2 separate regions of the Ctenopharyngodon idella genome follow, and region 2 is linked to region 1. The links are chromatin contacts, called in public Hi-C maps. All regions are on one chromosome and are shown on one strand. Each heading gives the region's core, a stretch centred on a gene start, on an enhancer-like site or on the middle of the called end of the contact. The rest is flanking DNA. Distances are from core to core; before and after follow the strand shown. Region 1 holds the start of LOC127519383 (NACHT, LRR and PYD domains-containing protein 3-like). Region 2 holds the start of LOC127519401 (gastrula zinc finger protein XlCGF8.2DB-like).

Region 1 (5,539 bases), core at 1,433-3,932:
ACATTTTAATCACTGGACTAACCTTCTCCCAGAATATATCACAAAATTACAAATTTACAGAGAAAGAAAGGGAATAAGGGGAATATATTTATAGATTTATAAATATTTGTATGTATGTGTGAATGTATACACATGTATTGATCTACATTATTGACAATGTATAGTTTTATAATTATATATTCTGTATAGTCCTGACAAAAGCTAAATTTTTTTATTAAGGCTATTAACAAAATGTCAGTTTCAGAGCAGCTTCAAAGGGCTCTATGCGATCCCAGACGAGGAATAAGGGTCTTATCTAGAGAAACCATTGGACATTTGGACAAAATGACTGATCGTTTCGCTAGATAAGACCCTTATTAGTTGTCTGGGATCGTGTAGAACGCTTAATGTTGACCTTCAACCGTCCATTGAAGTCCACTATAAGGAGAATAATCCTGGAATCCTGGAATGTCTTAATTTCTTTTTGACTGAAAAAAGAAAGACATCTTGGATGACATGGGGGTGAGTAAATTATCAGGAAATTTTAATTTGAAAGTGAACTAATCCTTTAAATACCATTTTCCTTAAAACTACATTAATCTTTAAATGTGTTTAATAATTGTTGATTTTAAAGCACTGAACTGAGAGGTTGCCATCCAAAACATTCTACAGTTTTCTTTAAATGTTTTTAAAAGGTTTACAGACCTGTTCAATTCTGTAGGCTATGCATCACAAATGCAGAGATTCCTATCTTTAATTTGGCCTAAATTAAATGGGTAATTATCTCTAAAAAAATCTTTCCTTGAAAAACTAGAGTCCTCCCAGTGAATCTCAGCCATCTGTGTGTAGGCCTATGGTAATTTTGTCAAGATAATAAATCAGTATTTTAGTGAAGATTAACATGTCTTAATGGGGCGCATTCAGTCACTATTTCATATTCATCCCGTTGATTCAGCGACTTCTAGAGTAGGCGTTAGTATTGAAATAATTTGGTAACAGCGCATAAGCTTCTGCATTGACTTGAGCAGGATGACTGAGGTTAAATTCGGGCTTTGCGCACAAATCCAATCCATTAACAGTTGCGAGTCAATCGGGTTTTATTAGTGCAGAAGAAGCAATCATCTTTCTGTGATGATGAATGATTATAATTTGTGTAAAATCGTATTTTTCCAACCCTAGCTGTCCTTATAAAATTATAAAGTAGCATTAAACTCCAACAATCTTTTGGAAACGGGGTGTTTTATTACAATAAACAGCACTTCAGCTTATGTTCCATTTTGTTTGTAAACAATAAATTCATCTATCGCATATGGTGGCGCGATGAGACAGAGATTTATTAATAATGAATCGGATTCAAAGCAGATCTCTCAGACATGTATTTTAAATACATTACTTGAAAAACGTTAGCTATTTATTAACTGTGCCTGATTCCTCAGCAAAATCTTGATCGACTTTGATAGTAAAATGATAGTAATTTAATAGTAAAACATACCCACATTTAACATATAACGTGATGTTGTCATATGGGCTAAATGTATGGACTTTAGATGTGTGTATGAGAAGGACATACTGGACTTACCAATGAGAATGATGTAACTTAAGCTTTGGTTTACAGCGGTCTGAAATGGCGCCTTTTCAGAAGCTGAATTCAAATTTTTTGGTTTCGATTTCTGTCTTCTTTTGTGTTTTGGTTCATTTCATTCTGTGTGCATATCGCCACCTACTGTGCATGTGTGTAATCATGGTTTAAAATAATTTTCTGTTCCCCTTTTTCTACTTTTTTTCTTAAAAACAAACTTATAAATTGACACTGTAAAAGAATAACGTATTCTACTTGATTAAACACATCTCAATAAATATTTCAAATTCTTCCCCTTCTTACCATTTATTTTTACATATACTATTTATTATTTTCTCTCATCACCATACATATGTGTTCTACTGTTTCTTTCTCCCCACTAGGGTTGGGCATCTAAGGTATAATGCCGATCCGATACGCATCTCGATACAAAGTATCCGATCCGATATATTAACGATACATGTGTGGCATTTTGCGATGCAATACGATACGATTCACACCCATATCACGATACGATGCCATAATTCAGCACTAGCTAATTAGATCAAGTTTATGTGGTGATGTGAAAGAGGATGCGGTGCCATTGAATTAGTTTAATTATTTATTAACCAAGTAAAACCAATACTTTTTTACAAACTGGCTTTTCTCTCAGAGCCTGAGTGTCGGTTTACAGTAGAGGGCCATTTTAGAGCACATGGCACATATTATTTAAGTATTTCCAAGATAAACAGTTATTGCCGTAGAGCGCGCGGAACTGTTAGCAAGCGGGGCATGGACAAAACTTTCAATACTTTTCTCACCACTTTTGGAGCTGGTATCTACAGGTGAGTCAGAGCTGGAGGCAGGGGATGCAGGGGCAATGGCAGACGCTTCCGAATCCACAACACCACCGTGGCGCCGCTTCAAGTGAGATATCAGATTAGTCGTACTGCCCGTGTATTTTACAGGTGCGCGGCACATTTTACAAATTGCATCTGTCTTGTCAAGTCGTCCGTCTTGTAAAATCCATAGTGTTCCCAAACTTTACATTTAAAATTCAGTGGAGGATAAATTATCTCGGCGTCCGACATGTTTGTTTTGATTACTCCTCGCGCTTCCTGATAACTACCTTTGGGCTCATCACTGGCTTCATCCGCGCAGCTGATGAGTTGTAGTGTACACACATCCGCAAATCCGTTGCTTAGGCCTACTTTATGTAGGTCGATTAAATTATGCGCAAAAAACAGGTTGACAAAACTTGTTAATAAATAAAGAAATACATTCTGTATTAAAAGGATAAGCTGTATCTCGGAAAAACCGATGCATCTCGCAAAAACCAATGCATCTCGATTTGCTTCCAAAATTTCATTCATCCTCTGCTGCTCTACCGATTCACTCGCATCGTGCACGCGCATGACCGCGTATCGATACATATCGGTTAATCTTCCCATCCCTACTCCCCACATACATCTCTATTTTAAGTACTCTAGTTAAAAACATCTTACACAGTTATTGATATCACTTTTGGGCCATTTAGAATGACCTCAGGTTACCTAAACCTATATGAGATTCTTCTGTGGCTAAAGCAAATCCTCATTCAACATTTTCTGACTTGAATGCATCCACAACATGTGGCTCAGAGAAAATTAATTCAGTTCCAAACACTGTCTCTTTGCTAAAGAGATGAATGTACAACCGCTTTAATAGCAGAAGTGTGTCTGGAAAAGAGTGTCCTCGAAATAAAAACTCTGCAAATCCTCCCTGGAGACCCAACAAGCTGCAAGTTTTGATGTCTTTTTTTATGCATTTATGCCAGTACATAACCATAATAATAATAACCATAATAATAACAGTTTAACATTGGTTGGCAGTTTTAATGTTGGTAAAAATCTTTTATGTTCAGATGTTCATATTCGTCCATTTATGCTGCCTTAATCATATATTGGTCAAAAAAATATCTAGAACATACTTAAACACTATATTTCATTTTATTGGTGTATAAAGAAAAGATCACTATACAAGGTTTTTATCTTTATATAAGCTATACATACTGTAATCATGAATAACATAATAGTTTTTTTTAATGTAAATAACATTTAGAAACTGTATTTGAAATTAAGGAGGATAAATAAATAAATACTGATACAAAAGACATAAGAAATTGCATTAATTTATTTTTTTAATAATTTCAATGATTTTAATTGAAATGCACAACACAAACCGATGCACACAGAGGTGCGCTGTTTAGTATGGGTTCATGTTGAAGAGCCTCTAATAAAGTAATTTATTCATATAATATTCTCTCTCTTAAAATTTAAGCGAGCATATGTCATATGTGTCTAAAGAATTAAAGTCCTTTAGCTTATTGATGCATTTCAGTCAGTCAGTTAGGCAGCAGAGCGCAGGTTCAGCCTCCAGAATAAAATGAAAACTGCCACGATAAGTTGTCTGTCTGAGACAAAGACGCAAAGTCATTTTTAGATTACACACAGGTGAGCACCCAGTTTAAGTCCATGTTATAATAATACAATTATAATAATAACTTACATAATTATGTTTCTACTCCTATTTGTAATTTTTTTAATAAAAATAATAGTGGCTGTCTTAAAAACTTGATGGAATTAATCAAACATGCATTAAATATTGAAGAATGATATAAAATATCATGAATATGTAATATGGTGCATATATTTGTCACATACAATATTTAGCAAAATGCTCCCCTCTAGAGTTATTTTTCTAGCTGGCTATTGAGTTAAATGTAACATTACGTGACATTGCCAATTAAATGTTCTGTTCATTCACCAACTGAAAACAGCATAGACCGAAAGATCGATTCTTGAGATTTAAGAATCGATATTGGTTCATAAAAATGAGAATAGATTAAAATAAATATTTTTGCCCAGCTCTAACATCGTCCAAATTCGTTTTTTCAGGCACAAAGGTTGTGTTTTAGTAGCCTCTGCTGTCACTGCGGGGAAAAACAAACAAACATTCATCTGTTTTGTATGGTGTTGAACATGAAAAGTGACTCTGTTCATCTGTTCTCTTCATAAATATATAAATGCATAATCTAGCCTACATGCTCGTAGTGTAAATTCATAATTAAAAATGAAAATGTGAATGAAAACAAAAGCTATTAATGTCCGGCTATGGCAAAGCATGGTGTAAACAGGAACACGATGAAAAACAAAACCAAACTCAGCGTATGTGTTAACGAGAGCCGACAACTGAACAGAGAACGAAGAGGAATTTAAATACACAGTGATGATGAACATATTAATGAACAGCATCATCATTTGGCTTGGGAGCCTAATGGTAAAAAAAGAGAATGACAGGGAAAATCATGGAAATACAGACACTTAGTATCTTACAAGATATTTCTGAGCACTGCATAATTCAGCAGGCCAATAAGATTTTTAGTGGACTCTTTACATGTGTTGAATCCTGAGTATGCACAGATGAACTCTGGCAGGAAATACAGGGTTTCATTATGTAGGCATAATCAATATAAATATTCATTTGTTCCACTGTCAGTTAAATTGTTATTAATGAGCAACTCCAGCAGGGTGTTGTGATAATTGCAGGTACTATTAATGGTTCGTAGGTCATGCAAATAAAGGTGTTGTGTGTTTTTTCTTTGAAGTAATTTATGAATTAAAATGGTACTGTTTTTGATGGGTTTTTATAGGATTTTTTGTTTTTTTAAAGGGGAGAAAGAGTTGGTGTGATGGTTTGTATGAAGTATGATTTTTGTTTTTGGGTTGATGTTGCAGTTCTCTCATCCAAAACAAATTTCTTTTAAAGAAGACAATAATTATTTTGACCGTGAGAAGCTACAAAGCCTTTGTTTACAGCAAACGCCTGACCCTGAGACTGTGGCCTCACCCAATGAATGCTGATGTGAGAGGTGAAGCACGAGGTGTATAAGCAGGGCTGCACAATTAATCGAAATTGAATCGAAATCGCGATTTGGCTTAGAGCGATTATGATATTGATTTT
Region 2 (5,246 bases), core at 2,498-4,997, 430 kb before region 1:
TGATGTGAGAAACATCGATGCTAGGTTGATTCTGTGTCGGTGTGCTCTCTGGGTGTAGCCTGAAAGGTTCAGCCTAAATAAATAAAGCCCCTGCACAGCGGCCAGTATTTACAGCTTTGCATCGTACATCGGCCGGAGAGCATTCACAATCAGCGGCCGACCTCTCGGCGACAATTTCCCGATGAGCAACCGCTCCCTGAGCTTGTCCCGGCGATGGAACTTTGTCCATCGGGACAACATCGGCCCGACGTACGTGTGCTATGTTTGAATAAATAGCCTAATTAGAATACTTCATTAAGTAATAAATACTTCATTTAGCATAGCTTGTAAAAACTATACAATTGGTTTAACGGTTTTTGTGTTGATATAAATGCTTTAAAACAAACCTTGTTACAGGCGAATCACAACAGATGCAGGAATGCGGTGCAGAATCATGACGTCATATCACCAGACCAAAATAAAAGTCCCGTTCACATGCTGCTGTCTAAAAATAATAAATAAAAATACATATACATTTACATAGTTCGTAAATGTTTACATTTAATGTACAAAATGTATACAGTATAGTGGCCAAAGGTGACATATCTCATAGGGATATGTGTTTTTGATTACCATACAAGTTTGATTAAACCATCAAAAAATGAGGAAATATTTTATATATATTTTTTTTTTAAATATTTTAAATATTGAAGAAGAACAAAACCAAACTAAGTATACTAAGGTATTTTTCTGACAAAATTATTTTGGGGGGAAAAGGCAAATAACATCTACAGATTTTATTTTACTAGAAAAACAAAAAGCTGACAAGAAAAGTTATTTCGTTTAATATTTCGTTGGTTCTCTCTTGTTTTTGCATGTGTTCATAATTTCTTTGTTTGACAGCCTGGCCAAAAATGATGTCTGCATAATTTGGAATGTTCCATTGTGTTATCAAAAATACACAATACGCTTAATATCTTCAACACTTTTTTTTTTTTTTTTTTTTTCATATTTAGACAAAGAGTGAAGATGTCAATTTTTCTAGCCGGACATGACTTTTGGTCACTTCTGCACCATTCTATGAGCCTTTATCACAATCAGCATGTCGTCTCATCCGGCTCCTTGAAGTAGCGTAAAGGAATTTCTGCCTGTATTATTGTCAATGGACGGGCGCCAGTTTTGAAAAGAAAATTAAATTAATTTAGTTGAACTTAAAAGATTAGTTCACTTTGAAATGAAAATTACCCCAAGCTTTACTCACCCTCAAGCCATCTTAGGTGTAGGGGAGCGCGGGGCACAAACTAACGCAGGGTTAGTTGTAACACACGTGGTTTAAATATTTCCACACACGCTAGCATGAAGAAGCTTAGCGTATTTACTAGTCGCCATATCGACAATATATAGAGAAAAAATTGCGCCAAAATTCAAAAATCTTTGGAAGATATCACTGAACATTTATTTAACAATAGCAAAAGTAAATTTCTTACTTAAGCCAATTTTTCATCTATATTTTTTGTTTTTATTTAAAATTAGACAAATCTGATATTATTTTAATCTCCTATCTGTTGTGTAGCAGTTTGGGTAGTTCTTTAATGCTTCACTAGCTATCAGAAGACACTAACCAGGTTTAAAGTCCAGTTGCACAGAGAGGGTTCGTTGTAACACTGCGTTACAATCTGCCCCGCTATTAGAACTATACTATTATATACAGTTACGATACAACTGGCATAATCAACTTTTATGAATTTCTGTTGAGAAACCATGGAGAAAAAGGTGAAAAAAGACTGAGAGGAAGAACCTGAACATCCAGAAAATATTATTTCAAGAAACTTTCAGCATTTGTACTGTCTCATCTATTTATCTGGTGTTCAGTGAGAGCTGTGAGCGGAGGGAGAGGAGTGTTTTCTTCAGCTCTGTGTTTTTCTGAATATGTTTCTTCATCTGTTTGGGTGTATTGTTTTGACCAGTGCTGTACAGCTGTGTTTTACAGAGTGTTCATTGTCAAACCTCAAAATTATTTAAATTTGAATTTATAAAAAAAATGCTATTATTTTATATGAAAAAAATAATTATTGTCTTTTATTGACAAAATATTTTAGTTTGTCACGTATATATATATTTTTTAATTAAATCAGATAACATTTTTAGCTGTCATATGGTCATGTTACAACGTGCCCCACCTATGGGGCATGTTGTCACATTTCACTTCCCTTCTTTCGGGGTAAATAAAGAAAAAAGTATACACTGTATTAATGAAACAAAGCCAAATATTTGAACCAGACATGTGAAATTAATGTGGAACAAAAGAAATTCTCTGAACCCTAAGTAGATTTACACAAACTGAGAAAGTCATAAAGCATTAGGTTGTGCCCCGCTCTCCCCTATATGACTTTCTTCTTTCTGATGAACACAATCAGAGATATATTAATAAATATCCTGACGCATCCGAGCTTTATAATGGCATTGAGCGGTATCAACGAGTATGAGCTGAAGAAAGTGTCTCCATCCACATCCATCCATCATAAACATACTCCACACGGCTTAGTTAGACGGGTTAATAAAGGCCTTCTGACCTACACCTAGGATCTGCTCATGCATGAGGTTAAAGCGCGAGCAGACCATCTACTGGACAAGCCGGGTTAGACCAAAGAATTTTTATCTTTACACAATAATAATCTTTTACATTGTGATCCTTTTATTTTTAATATTTGTCATGTTTGTGTTCCGCTGCACGTCCCTGTGTGTTGTGCACCCGCCTATAGGCGCATATTACTAACGCACCCTTTAAATAACAAAAAAAATATTGCGCCATTGACTTTAGACCAGGTTTCAGTTGGTTAGTGGCGCAGTCTATTTCAGTTGCCCCAACAATGTGCCTGAACACACCTCATTTTCAGACCAGCATGCCCATGGGCGCACAGATGGGCGCAAATGCATCTGCTAACGTGGTGCAGGACGTGAAAATGATAACTGTGTCGGGCTGAAACTAGCAAAAAACATTTGCATCGCTCCTGCCGGGTGTATGATAGGGTCCTATGTGTTTGTGCAGACAGAGCATAATAAACACAACCTTTAGATGGCGCTGAAGTAGAGCTTATGTTAGTAGTGACGTCTTAATTTATAACAGATCTGAGCTTATCAGGTATTATGAATTAACAAGGAAGAAGCTGTGATCATCTCTACTGAGCTATTTATATTGGTGAATTCACAAACAAAAAAAACTTCTCATGGGACATTCAAATCAGGTCCCCCCATTTCAGTGGTACAAAAAATTTCAAGGAAATTTGGAAAACAAATATTTGATTGTTTGAAAATACAAGAATCACAGGACTTCTTTCTTTTTTCAACTCAGTTGACACACATGCAAAAATCACAATTAATTCTGCACAACTGAGAGTAACGTACAAGTATTGCGACATTGATTGTTGGATATGTTTGGTTTTGGGATGTTGAGTAGTCTTTTGCCTTAATAAAGGTTTAATTGGATTGACAAACCTTGTTTACTGTATAATAATAAAATATTTGTTTGTGATACAACTTAAAAAATCAAACCCTGGTATAATTGGTTTCTGCACTCAAAAATGATAGTTTTGTCTTTTAGACAGAATCTCTCATATTAGATGTGCTACACACTCTTTCATTGGCAGTTTTTTTCAGCACATCATTGGACAGCATGTATTCATCTATAATCAATCTGACATATTATTTTGCTTGTATGTAGCCTATGCACTTTTGTGATTTTAGCCTGTGGCCAGAACTTTTATTTTGTAGTGGCGTTGTGACGTCATAAGACCGCGGCGCGCTGGGCGTTTGTTGTGAATCGGCTGAAGAAAGGTTTGTGTTTTGTAAGCATTTAAAGTTTTCAAATAAACACAGTTCGTTCAGACCTTTTTAACATTACATTACATATAATGTAATAGTATAATGTTTTATCCAACTTTTATGAGCGTTATTTCTGTGAGTAAAACACGTCCACACATGAGTAACTGAAAATGTTTTTTTTTTCTTCTTTTTTTTTTTTTTTTTTAGTAACAGAAAATGTGCGTCTCATTTTGCGCCCTATATTGTGCATCAGTTTATCGTAAACATGAATTCGGTCTCTGGTAGTTGTTGTGATGAAGAAACGGAGCTTTTCGAAACGAGCTTTCCGAGTCAACTGAATCAAATGCACGTCAAAAATGATTCACTCAGTGCTTCGAATCTCTTGAAAAGAGTATCATGATCCTGCAATACCAGAGGATGCACTTTCAGGAGCGCGTTTCTGGGACTCTAGTTTTTAGTTTGTACAAGCAGTTTTATAGCACTTACTGTTCAATTATGTATTAATTTTCAGTAACTCTTTACTGTTTAATTGTTAATTAAATTTAATTAATTTTTCCTAACCCTGAACTGTTACCACCCTCTAGATATATTTAACCTAATTTGTTTCAATATATGAGCCCATATATTCTGATTCAGTTTTGATAAAAAGAAAGACCTTATTTCTCAACTCAGAAGGAAGCCATTTTCTGTTTCATTAGCCGTGACGGTTCTTGTCTGATGTGTGACCCTTTCACAAAGTGCAGTAAAGGGTAAAATTGTTAATAATATAATATGAAAACACATTCCAGTTGACAACTTCAATCAGCCATAATGATTTACAGTGGATTTATTTTTGTTTCTCTTAATTATTCTCATCTTAAACATGACAAATTGTCCAAACACACAGGAAAACTCCTGGTTCAGCTGAGATCTTGTGACACACTATTATAAAGATGGCGTTTATTAAAGAGGAGAGTGAAGACATAAAGATTGAAGAAGTATTCAGTGTGAAACATGAAGATACTGAGGAACAAACAGGTTAGTTTCATTTGATCCTTATTGAAATGTCGGCCTCTACTGAAATAAGTGATATTTTTGTGACATCATATGAGTGCCCAAAACAGTCTTGTGTAACATATGTAATTCTGAGTTGAAAACAAAGAAAAGCATTCATGTAAAACTGTAAAATTAAATAATTAAATGTGAGTAATTATCTCTATACTTGTTCTTTTTTTATTTTCTGTTCGATTAGTGATCTTTTAGGTTCATTACAAAACTGTGGCGGGACAGATTAAACCATGGCAGATCATCTTTGTAATTAAATCAGAAATGTATGTTTGATATAGAGTGCAATAAAGCAGGATAATTAATAATTTTAAAAGGGCTGTTATTCTTCAGCGTTTTAATCTTTAGTTTGCATAACTTACAGTCGACTCGTGTGAAATATCCACTCATGTACATCCTTT

The links. Hi-C and Micro-C count contacts between places; a contact is called where the count stands out from the background.
Region 2: a Hi-C map of muscle shows a contact between it and region 1, with 3 times the contacts expected there. The contact joins the promoter of LOC127519401 here to the promoter of LOC127519383 in region 1. A contact is called at or near these places in 2 of 2 Hi-C or Micro-C datasets (both in muscle).

The regions. Positions count from the first base shown.
Region 1 is chr9:36,083,244-36,088,782 of HZGC01, reverse strand. LOC127519383 (NACHT, LRR and PYD domains-containing protein 3-like) reads right to left here and starts at 2,682. Exons shown (of 8, transcript XM_051907032.1): 1 at 2,359-2,682. The region is part of intron 2 of si:ch211-166e11.5 (gastrula zinc finger protein XlCGF8.2DB); the gene reads right to left.
Region 2 is chr9:36,515,007-36,520,252 of HZGC01, reverse strand. It overlaps LOC127519401 (gastrula zinc finger protein XlCGF8.2DB-like), which reads left to right and starts at 3,747. Exons shown (of 3, transcript XM_051907106.1): 1 at 3,747-3,813; 2 at 4,688-4,818. The coding sequence starts at 4,734. It overlaps LOC127519110 (gastrula zinc finger protein XlCGF8.2DB-like), which reads right to left and starts at 449. Exons shown (of 3, transcript XM_051906569.1): 1 at 387-449.